Linked DNA regions of Macaca mulatta: region 2 is linked to region 1. The links are chromatin contacts, called in public Hi-C maps. All regions are on one chromosome and are shown on one strand. Each heading gives the region's core, a stretch centred on a gene start, on an enhancer-like site or on the middle of the called end of the contact. The rest is flanking DNA. Distances are from core to core; before and after follow the strand shown. Region 1 holds the start of MBNL2 (muscleblind like splicing regulator 2). Region 2 holds the start of RAP2A (RAP2A, member of RAS oncogene family).

The links. Hi-C and Micro-C count contacts between places; a contact is called where the count stands out from the background.
Region 2: a Hi-C map of fetal cortical plate shows a contact between it and region 1, with 2.8 times the contacts expected there. The contact joins the promoter of RAP2A here to the promoter of MBNL2 in region 1. A contact is called at or near these places in 2 of 14 Hi-C or Micro-C datasets (fetal cortical plate and liver).

What each region holds. Positions count from the first base shown.
Region 1 is chr17:91,948,874-91,954,860 of T2T-MMU8v2.0, reverse strand. It overlaps MBNL2 (muscleblind like splicing regulator 2), which reads right to left and starts at 3,543. Exons shown (of 6, transcript XM_077973884.1): 1 at 3,345-3,543.
Region 2 is chr17:92,157,342-92,163,328 of T2T-MMU8v2.0, reverse strand. It overlaps RAP2A (RAP2A, member of RAS oncogene family), which reads right to left and starts at 2,639. Exons shown (of 2, transcript NM_001193832.3): 1 at 2,164-2,639. The coding sequence starts at 2,477. LOC114673441 (a long non-coding RNA gene) reads left to right here and starts at 3,151. Exons shown (of 4, transcript XR_013407692.1): 1 at 3,151-4,204; 2 at 5,442-5,487.

The DNA of each region.
Region 1 (5,987 bases), core at 2,294-4,793:
GTTGAGTCGACCCTTCCAGAAAGGATGCCCGGGCCCATGACACCTTCACTTCTCTTTGCAGCCATTTCCTGCCATTCTTTGCTAGGCCTTTAGCTTGGGTCTTGAGCAGATTTTGTGAACAGGGCAAACTGTCCTCTCTACTGTTCTGCCATGCCCCAGGGGTTCTGTGCTCGCCTGGCCTGACTCTTGACCTGCAGCTCTCTCTGGGCTTTCTTGCTTGCTGATTTTTATGCCCACAGCTCCCTACCTTTCTGTAACCCCCCCTTATCTCCACTGCCCACCTGTCCAACTAGAGTTGCCAGGTTTCTCTGCTCGGCACGATCCAGCCAGCTCTGACATGTAGCTGTACCTGAAGATGGTAAAGGCCCCCAGGCCCCCAAACTATGTTTTCAACAACCAACATGTCTTGTAGTTATCCACCTTTTCCTGAATCAGAATCCTTCACCCCTTGCAATGTTGCCAACCTACTTCTATGTTGATAATGTGTTTTGTCATTTTGGAAATGTAAACAAATCAGTATACCTTCCTTTTCATCTTTTTCTTGTTATCAGTAGGAAAGTACAAGAAAAAAGGAAGAGAAAATGCATGCGAGATTGAACCTACTTATTCTACTATATGGAATTATCTTAAGCTCAGCATCTAAATCCTCTTTTCCCAATTCTTGCTTGGAATCTTGAGTACCTGATCTTGAATTTCTGTGGCGCTCCCTGAGCGCGGGACTGGCTGGTAGCCATGTGATATTGATTTGTTTTCACCATAGCAACAGCAAATTGAAACAACTAGCAGAGAGAAGGCAGGCTGTTAACCAGTAAAGCTACCTAACCAGTATATTTCACAAGCATATTTTTTCTCCTTCCCTCCTGTTTTTTCTCTTATTTACTCCACTTTCACAAATTTAACACAAAAGTCAAAGGAAAAACAGCATTAAATGTTTTGGGCACTACAAGGCCTATGGCCAGAATAGTGTGCTTTGCAGAGCTTCTAGTATATCAGACTAGATCAATGGAAAAAATGCAAACAACAACGCTTTGATTTCCTTGGAAATTTCATTTGTTGAACTAAGAATAAATATCCCTAAAAAAATTTACATGAGCACAAAGTAGAATGAAGGGTTTTGTGTATATGACTATGTATCTTAATACCCTAAGGCATTTGCCAACAGTTTCCTAATACCGAGGTTTTATCCCTTTGTACTTTAAATAGCTCAGTTTGCCCAGAGACAAACAACCTTTTTTTTTTTTTTTTTTTTGGTAAAAGGTTAAGGTGTCAGAATGCTAAATGATGAGGGAAAGTGTAGCAAGTATGATTCAATTCTATTAAAAGATAGAAAAGGTAGGCACTTGCTCAAAACTACATGAGTAGTCGGAGAGGAGACACAAACTAGCTTTGGGAACTCCCGGGAACTCCAATGTGCTCCAATCAAAATCTTTTTTAAAAGGTTCCTTCGTAAACGTTACCCTTCCCCCGATCTCTGTGACCAAGGTTGCCACCTGTGACATGGATTCGCAGCCTGCAGTATTGTACTTCCCCTGCTCGGGGCCATCTGTGCTAGGACATGATGATTTCTCTATGAAAACAGCTGTTCCCACCATCACAACCAGCCTTGAACTTGGTGGCACAACCTGGATCCTAAATAGTGGCTCTGGAGCAACTGGGAATAGGGCCCCGGGGACCATCCACCTAGGTGGCAGCGCTGGGCTGCACCGAGGGGGAGTCAGGCCAGAAAAAGAGCTGTGCCCTGCTCCCTGCTGCTTTTTGCCAGCCCAGCCAGAAGCCCTGCAGAAAACCTCTGCTGACCGGCCCGACATGAGGCAGGTACGAGAAGATGCCCTATTTATGAGGGGGACGGGTTTACAGTTTACAAAAGACAGGCGAAAATATAAAGACATAACTTAAGTCCTGCCAACGGGGAGTTAGAATGTTCCTGGCCAGGACATAAAGAAATATTCCTCTCCACAAGCTCGAATAAAGGAACACACAGCAGAAATAGTTGGGGGATGACGTCAGAAGTTCTGGGCTAGTGTCCTGCACTTCTCCTTGAAAGTAAAAACAGTGGGTCTAGAAGAATCTACGTGGCATTGCCCTTATTTAAATGAGTAGTTCTACTGCTCCTTGCAAAACAAGTAGGATAGCTGAAGAAACTTCTTCTTATTTAAAGATTATAAGAACGTTCCCCCTGCCTTTTTTTAAAACCTTATTGTCCCCAAAACGCACACATTACCCAATTAACAAATAGCTTTCCACTTAACCTTTGTCTTTTAAAGGGACAGTAATGTTTCTTGAAGAACATTCAAGGTGGTGGTGGTTAGGCAAGTCAGATTTTTTTCTTCGCTTCAGTGCTTGCTAACTATTCTAAAAATGTTACACATTTATTGTAAACACATGCTTCCGAGGCCTAACAAAAAAGCACAGTTTCCTCATGCCTGGCAGAAATTTAAAACGGAAAAGGGCAGAAAGAATTCTTTAGCAAATACATCCTTTCCTTCTCCTGGGCCAAGTGTGTTAAAAATAAATCTTCTCCATCATTTCTCACTGCTGCTTCTCAGCGAGAAAGTTGATATGGTTCGGCATAGTGAAAACACAGCTTTAAAAGCTAGCCTGCCCTCATTAAATTATTCTGCTGGCTGTGTGTTCTCATTAAAAATGCATAAAGATCAGATAATTGCAGTAAGCATTATTAACCCAGCTTTACTTTTGAATATAATGGTTCCACTTTTAAGCTGGAAACAAAGACTCAGACATGCCAGGAAAAGAAATGTAAACATTGAACTACAGTATCGAAAACTTGCCAGAAAGCTACCTCTTGCTAGGTTGTTAAAAATGTGCTTTTGAAACTCAGTTAAAGCTGTAGCATTTTAGAGCTAGGTAAGTCCCTAATTTTTAATAAATAGACACATACGTTTGGTCAAACATCCAACCGATGATTATTTACCATGAATTTTTTTTTTAATCCTTAATTGCAAGTCTGTTTTCAAATAATAGGATCCATGTAAACTTTATCTATTTGGGAACTAGCTATGGCAATATGACAATTTTTTTATAGCAAGAAAATAAGATTGCGCCGAAGAATTAAAATGGTTTTTAAAAAATAATGTAATAAATGAATCGATTCTTTGCATAAAAACTCGATTTCGTGCCTCACCCCGAACAGGCGGCATAGATTCAAGCTTTGCCATTTCTTTTTCTCAAATCAAAATGTTACGTAAAACTCCAGGGTCCCCCGCAAGTATTACATTTGAATTAGTGGAATCCAGTTTCCCTGGCTCCCCTAAGCAGCACACATGGAATGCAGCATACTGCAGCAAACTCTTTAAACATTCAAAAAAGGGGGGCGATTCTCCTACCTTGTTTAGCTCTGCCTGTCCTTCCCATTTACAGTAACCCCAGGAACATCCGGCAGAACCAAGTGGCCGAGGCTTCTCCACCGCATCATGAGGAAGAAACTTCCATGTAAATAGTTCTCATTCCCTGTTTATTGTACTCTGAAAGCCGCCTGCCGTATCTGGAAAATTTTACCTTCAGATGATGAAGCAAAGACAGTCTAAACTCTGTTGCTGTAAGCTGCAAGCCCTTCCTTCCGACAAATCCCTCCCAGCCCGGGCCAGCCAATCCCCAGCCAGCTCGTCAGCCCTACTCGTCTGAAACTGGCCCTAATAGGATGACTGACACAGTAACACAGCACTTGCAGTGTGTAAAAACAGTGCATCCATACTGATGAAAGAGGAATTTCCCTCTCAGAAGAAAGCAATCATAGCACCAAGACAAAGTGGCACATAATTGGCAGAGCAGAGAGAGGGGTAGCTCAAGAAAACACCCTTGAAGACAGCCAGCTCGGAGCCAGGAGCTGCACCGTGAACACTTTGGAAAATGTGAAACTCCGCAGATTCCAAAGAAATCCAGGTTGTACATGAAACTGAAGTCCTTGGACTATCTGACAAAGCATATGTGTATATTTTGTAAAGGAAAAATAATTCAGTGTCTGCCATGGCAATTAATACCTTACAAAACATTTACGTATTTCCATTATTGGGGAAGAATGTGCTAGCCCAAATGCGTATTCAAAATCAAAACATGCTTCTAGCTCTGGCACACACAGGTTTCCTGTATAACATCTGTTATTGCACTGGTTAATTACTGTGGCCCATTTATCTTTCGTCTAAGTTTTCAGACCACTTGGGACTTCGATTAGGGAATGCTGGACAATAAAATTGATATCTATACACCACCCTTTTCTACTCTTGGCAGGCACCCACGAGAGGATTAGGTGTGCCTTAACCATCTTAGATGCCATTTGATAAATACTGTGCATTGGCTTACATTGTCGTTAATGAAGCAATGATTATAGGAAGATGTTTACTGTTGAATGCATGTGGCACATGATCCAAGGGCCCCCATGAGGTGCCTGCCATTCCACAAAAGATGTTCTAGGAGGTGCTGGAGTTTCCTGAAATAAAGCAGAAGAAGAGAAAGGTTAGAAAGGGTTATTTATTTATTTATTTATTTCCCAGTCTACAGCATTTCTGTATGCTTTGAAAACAAAAACACAAAAACATATGGCATTTAGCAAACACAATAAGCATACATTTTCCTTCCCCTGAATACAACATTTTAAGAAAAAACAAAAAAGTATGATGATTACATGACGAGACCAAGGCAGAACAAAGCCCCTATTCATCTGAAAGGTTGAACCCAATGCACTATTTTTATAAGCAACTGTTCAGTGCATCTGTAATGAAGCAACAGAATGAAATGGAATGCTTTCTTTTTATTTTGCCATTACATCTTAAAAACAATGTTTCACATAATTTCTAGGCTACTTTCTTCAATAACTACTATGCTTTATTCCCCTCAGTTTTTTATGCTTACATTGTTTGTCCTCCCCATGTAATGCTACCACATATCCTAACTTGCCGGCTTTCATCTACTGTAATACTTCTGGAAATTTGAATTAGTTCTTTGGTCAAACAGGTAAAAACTACTTTTAATTATTAATATACTTAAACAGATTCATGATTCTCCTCTTCCGCATCTCCTTCTGATTCTGTCTTCGAAACTATCATTCCATGAATCCCATTCCTGAAACTCTAGTTACCTTTTGACACATTCCCCCATTCTCAGCCAGTGAAACTAAGCCTTGTTGATTTTCCTTCTCAGGTAAGCCAGAACTCTGACCTATTACCTGGAAAACACAAATGCTAACAAGACAGCCTCTGGGACTCAGGCCTCCTCATCTTCAAGCTCCCTTGTTGCCAGACAGGTTTTTAAAGTCATATAAAGTCATCTTCCTTTCACATTCAAACCTTTCTCTCTATAAAATCTGAATTATAGCCTTTCAAGGGCCTTCATAATCTGGGCTCTCCCTTTCAACTCAACTTTTTCTCCACTGTTTTCCCAAGTGAACTTCCTGATGGAGTCATGCTTATTTCTGCCTTACTCAATCTTTAGACCTCAGCTCACATTTCCCTTTATTCTGTCGTGTCTTCTCTGGCCACATTACCCTCTCTGATATTCTCTTGTGAAAGCATTCTGTATTGTTTATTGTATCAGACACTTTGAAACCCTTAACATTGTAGTCTTCTGGTGTTAGTTTGCCTGAGTTGATCTTTCCATCTCAGAAAGCAAGGCTCATGTTGTATATTAATTAAGATAATGCACACAAAACGTCTATGCAGTGACTGGCACATAATAAATGCTCACTAATGATAGCCATTCTTACTGGTATTTCTAAATGCATTGTTCATTGCAGTTAGCAAAATGCCATGCACAAACTTGCTGACTTCACGATTCCCATCTCAAGAACTGGTATCACATTCATCCAACTGCAGGAGCCAAAAACCTGGCAGTCATCCTTAACTCTCCTTCTTCAACCACCATTTGAAATCCATTATCAAAGTCTTTCAGGTTTAACACCTAAATATTTAGAAATATTTCACTTTGCTTCATCTCTCCCAATGACTTTGTCCAAGTTATCGGTGTCTTTTATCATG
Region 2 (5,987 bases), core at 1,390-3,889, 210 kb before region 1:
GAATTTGACAGTAGATATCAAATACTGAGAGGCCACCTGCATTCACACGTCCTCTCCATCAATGATGGGAAGCCAGATGCTGGGATTACGATGAGGTGTAAAATACCTTACTACTACCGTATTACAAAGACACATAAGTGAGGGTCCAAGAGGTTCTTACGTATACAATGGTTGAATTCTGGTGAAAGAATTTATGAACTCTACTTCAGCTGATCAATGATCTTTTTATATCAAGAACTGAGACTAGTGAGTAAAATGATATCTGGGCATGCAGAATTTTACTCTTTTTTTCCTCTGGGCCATAAGGAAAATAAATACATTGCTCCAATATACTGAGTTTAGACTAACCTATTATTATAACTGAGAAAAGTAATCTGCACTAAATTACAAGAAACTACAAAATTATGTGGACCATATTATCCAAAAATATTTTGCCATATTTGTTCCCTAGGCTTCAAGAAGTTAGCCATGGGTATGTGGCTTTATCATTGTATATCTGCATCTTCATATCTTTATGCCTGCATATCTAAATGTGAAGGGTGAGGAAGTTGGGACATTTAGATTATTTTTTGACGTATGCATTTGGCCTAACATTAACATGTGGCGATGTATCAGACTACCCTGCAGTTGGTTTGGTTTGGTTTGTTTCTTTCTAATTGTGTGGTATTGGGGGAGGGGGTAATAAGGATTTAAGTCACTTAAATGTAGCCCCTTAAATGCCATCCTCATACTAAGCTTAACTTTAGGAAAATGATACTGGAGAAGTAAAAAGCTATCAAATTCGCAAATCTTAGCAGCAGAGACCACGCAAGTATCTGCTTTATTCTAGTTTGGAATTTAACACAAGGATGAATAACATGCACAATTTTAGTTCAGCTATTAAAGTGCATACTCAAGTAGTTAAGGGGGGGGGGTGGAGCAATGGAGAGAGAGCCTTCTCTTTGATCTCACAGGTTGCATTAAAAACCCACTACTCGTAATGAGTTTTTGAGCATCCCCTGGGCACACATAACTTGGTCCTTGCTCTTTCAAAATGAGTGGACTCAAACTGACGTACAATGTGATTATGTCTACAGTGCACTTACAACCATCTTTCAATAAAGGTCTTCAGATTTAGGCTCTAAGTAGAATAAGGCAAGAAAAAAAGGACACTAAAATTATCAGCAGGCTTTAACTAACAACAACTGGATAAAACGGTAATATGTAATTAAATGATAATTAGAAAAATCTGCCAAAACTTTGCACTAAGATATTATCACATTTCTAATGCTTGAAATTACATGGAAAAATATACTCAGTGAATTTAAGAGAAAACAAACATTTTAAATCATTTAAGTAATCAGCCATATTTCCAAAATGTATACTTTAGAAAACAATTTATATATATATAAAGGCTTATTAACGTTAACTTTAAATTAGCTAATACTTGAGTCACACTTTTGAAGAAGCTTCTGTTTTGTTTCCAGGAACTTTTTTTTTTTTTTTGAAGCGGTTAAGGCGGCTATATTAAAAACAAAAACAAAAAACAGCTAAGCTGCATTCTTTTCCTCTTGTGAATGGCTTATTTGCACTCCTCTATGTTAATATTCTCGAAACCCCATTTAGCTTACGATGTCTTCAAAAAATTTGATAATCTGTCTTTAAAGTTTTGCTCTAAATTAGAGACTTAATTTTTGTAAAACGCCTTGGAACCATAAACCTTTAACGAGATGAGAAAGGTCTCTTTCCTCTGGACTTGACTTTACTGTATAGGTGTGTGAGCGATTTTTGCTGTCAAACATTGCCAAGGCAGACTGTTGTTGTTCAGTCTGCAAATGTCTCAACTATACCTGCACAGTTCCTCTCTTCCCAACACAAACCCATCCACTCCCTTCCCCTCTGCAAGTTTTAAACTTTGTTTCCTTGGGGGCTCTGTACAAGCAATGCTAACAACGGCCAAGAGACAAAGAGCTGTTCTGTGGGCTAACAGGATGCCAAATTTTAGTTGTGAAACAAAGCATTCGAATTTGAGATTGAGGAGGAGGAGCAGAATGACAATAGTAAAGCCTCCAGCTCGGAGCCACCCCCCAGACAGCCCCCTCCCCAGAGCCCCGCGCGGGGAGTTCTGGCCCCGGGACGGTGACTCCGGGGTGCAGCCGCCAAGCCCCCTGCGCCCTCGCTCACCGCTTCACGCGGATGATCTGGTCCCGCATGGGCTTGATGTCCTGGAAGCTCTGCTGGTTGACGAGGCTGTAGACGAGGATGAAGCCCTGGCCGTTCTTGATGTACAGGTCCCGCATGGACGCGAACTGCTCGGTGCCCGCCGTGTCCAGGATTTCCAGCACCGACGGCGACGAATCCACCTCGATCTCCTTGCGGTAGAAGTCCTCGATGGTGGGGTCGTATTTCTCGATGAAGGTACCGGTCACGAACTGCACGGTCAGGGCGGATTTGCCTACCCCGCCCGAGCCCAGCACCACCACTTTGTACTCGCGCATCGTCCCTCCGCGGCCGCCGCCGCCGCCGCCGCCCGCGACATAGACCTACGCCGGCCGCGCTGCGCCCCCAGCCCCGGCCCCGGCGGCCCGCCCAGCCGCCTCCCGCGGCCGCCCCCACCTCACAGCCGCGGCGGCCCCCTGGGCGCCGGCGGCGGCGGCGGCAGCTGAGGGAGCAGCGGCCCTAGGCATGGGCCGAGCCGGGCGGCGATGCGGCCCCGTGGGCACCGGGTGGGACTGAGGGCGAGCAGGGAGACAGAGCGTGAGCCGCCGGAGCCGCCCGAGCCGCCCGAGCCGCGGGCCCGCAGTGCCGCCCGCCCCGCCCCTCGCGCCTCCACGCCCAGATCCCCGCCCGCCGCCGCCGCCGCCGCTACCCCCAGCGCTGGAGCGCGCGCCCGAGCCCCAGCCGCAGCGCGGCCAGGGGCGGGGCCCGGCGGCCGGGGCGGAGCCCGCGGCACAGCCTCGCCCCCGTCCCCGTCGCCTAGGCGACCGGCCGCGGGCGCTCCCGAGAGGCTCTGCGCGGCTCCGAAGCTTCTGCCGTCGCGGAGATAAACAAGCACCGCGACTGCCCAGCAGCGCCGAACCCTGCGCGCCCAGTCAGACCCCAGGGCCTACGTACCGAGCATGCGCAGTTCCCGCCCGAGCTGGGAGCAGTCAACCTGAGACTCCCACGTTCAGAATTCGGCGGAGATGCGATGGTAGAGGGGCCAGAGCTACCTCCAAGCTTTACCCTGAGGCGAGGAGTGAAGGGGAGAGATGCCCAAGGCCCAAGAGGGACCGCGAGGGCCTTTGCCCGATGCCACCCAGTCTGTCAGCACTTCTAGAGCTTTGGTTTTATCTTGTATTAGCATGTGTAGCTTTAAGGGGACGGGCACCTACAGGCTTCTGCCTGAAGTTGTGTAAACGCAACAAAACGAAGCTTTCGAGTGTTAGGACATTGATAGGAGGGTGACAGCCCCCTCCGGCAGCGCGCCACAGGGTCGAGCCAGAGGCGGCCACACACCACGGAAGTTGGGTCCAAGCCTGCTGACGTCGCCAGGGTCCCGCCCACCAATCCTCTGGATCCGCCCACATTTCTTCTAGATCCGCCCCTTTCAGTGCCGAACTGCAGTCGAGCTCTGTCCACGCCCTGTCAGCCACTGGTGAATTGAAAACCTGGAGAGCGGAACCCCGACCGGCAGCCGGAAGGCCCCGGGACACCTCATAGCAACAGCCGGCTAGGGGCATCTAGTGGGAAGCTGGGATTCATTCTAGCCAACCACGTCATGTCTCTGCACCCCATGGTACCATTCACTACCAATAAGAGAGCCTCCCCATACCACGTGACTTTCCTCTTTCAACCAATCGGGAAAAAAATCTGTCGCGGGATCCGCAAGCACACCCCCCAGTGCCTCGCCAGGCGGGGCGGTTCGCGCACGCTTTGCCAACCAATCGTAGGTGAGCTGGCGTGTGACGGAAGTTTCGACCAAGCCAACCAGAGCTCGCGAGCCCCTTGCCACAGAGGCTGGCGGGATGGAGATAGGGCCCGGCTGCGGGCGTTTGGGAGGGGCAGAGATTGAGGAGCCAGTTGCTGTGCTCTGTTCTGGCAAAAGAACAAGATGGGTTGCAAGCCAGAATGATGAATTCCACTTTTAACGTCGTCTCCGTGGCATTCTGCCTAAATGATGGGCATGGAAATGGTGCTGAGGGATGTGGGCTGAATCGAGAACACAGGGACTTTTGTCTTCAGGGTGAGAAATGTTCCGGTCCTTAAGGAGATATCGTGCAGCAATTGCATGGGTCTTCCAGGCGTTCCTCCCAGAACATTATTTTTTCTTTCACTATTAAGTTTTAAAACTTAGCGTTCTGTCGCTAGCATTACATCTTAGTTACACACCCTCTCCCACCCATAACGTCAAATTTAGGAGACGTTACATCCTCAAACATTCCTGCATTATTTTTTGCAGTTACCGGTTACTCGGTTTACTTTCTTTAAACTAGGTCCTTCTCAAACTAGTCTCATCCGTTCGTTACTGTCGCACATTTCCTGCGAATAATACATTTCTGTAGTTCTGTTGTTAAAGCCTGGCATACCTCTCCCCCGGTCCTCTTTCCCACAAGGTCATCATGCAGAGGGGATTTTGGTCTGAGTTAAAAGCCAGGTATTCTTTCACCATCTTTTCTGTCGATAGTCAAACTACTGCAAAGACTACTCAAATTTAGTAGTTTCCTATTTCCCTAGAGCTTCGTTATATTAGAATGGGTAACTTATATTTGCATTACCTTGCTATAATAAATACACACCAAGTTTTCATTTAAAATTATCAAGGACAAATGTCCTCTGAATTTAAAAATGTGTATGTAGTAAAATATAACTCAGCATTTCTTGATTACATATCATTAAAATATGAATGGTACTATCTGAGCCACCAGAATCAGCAGTGAAGGTATTATATTAATAAAAAGGACTAAGAATCAGGACTGTTTAAAGGGAATTGGAACAGAAGAGGATCTACTATTTCATGCTAGGCTAGTAATGTGAAATAGTGAAAATTGAGAGAACTTACATGGGTGCTTCATATCTGAGCTACTTTGGCAGGGATGTTTCAAGAGGATGTAGGTAAGTATGGTGTTCACCTAGCTTTCCAGAAGTCTCATATTTTGTGTAAAACTGGTATGCTTATTCATGGTTACTTTAGGTTAGTAGCAGCTATAGTTCTTTTCCAAGGAAAGACAGATTGTCTCTTTTAAGATTCTAATTGTGCATCTTGGTAATAAGAAGTTCTTAGATTTGTTCAATAGAGTCAGGAAGCATGAAGCTTTCTCTCTAGATCATGACAACCCATCTAGTACCTTGCATTACAGAGAAGTTCTAAGTCCATTTACTTTGCAAGGAATAAAGATTCAGTGATTTATGTTTTTGAGAAATTTGCTTTGGGATTGTGGGTCCAGAAGGTCGCCTAAAACAACTGTTTTCATGACTCCTAGGTCCCTAGATGTTGAGAAGCTCTGGACTGAAGCTGTCACAAAAATAGTGAGTAGTCTCCGTAGTCACTCCACTTAGCATAATAGAGAGTAGGACAGCTTTGTGACATTTCTCAGGTTATTTCCCCTGACCTCTCATCAATGCTGACGTTTTTGATAAGAAGGAGTATAGAGACTGCAGCCCTTTGGGTGGTTATAGCTCGTTTATTTACAGGCCTTATATTGACAGGCCTCAGATTTCATGCTCAGTACTATAAAGGTTGATTTTTAACCACCAAGAGGCAAAAGAAACATGACAGGTCAGAGCATATTTTCTCACCTATTCTGGCTTAAACGATGGTACTTACCTGATTTGTGGCTGTATGTGAAATGTTGGGTGAAAGATTAGCTGCTATAAAAAGGATGTCAGGACGTGTAGAGAATTTAGAGGACTTGGGGGAGAGATGGATGTCTGTTTTCTAACCCCTTAGTCATGTTCATTCTGATGCCAGCATAAACTCTATTCTGAGATGATTATAGAAATAACTTTTGTCTTCATTCGTTTGTGGG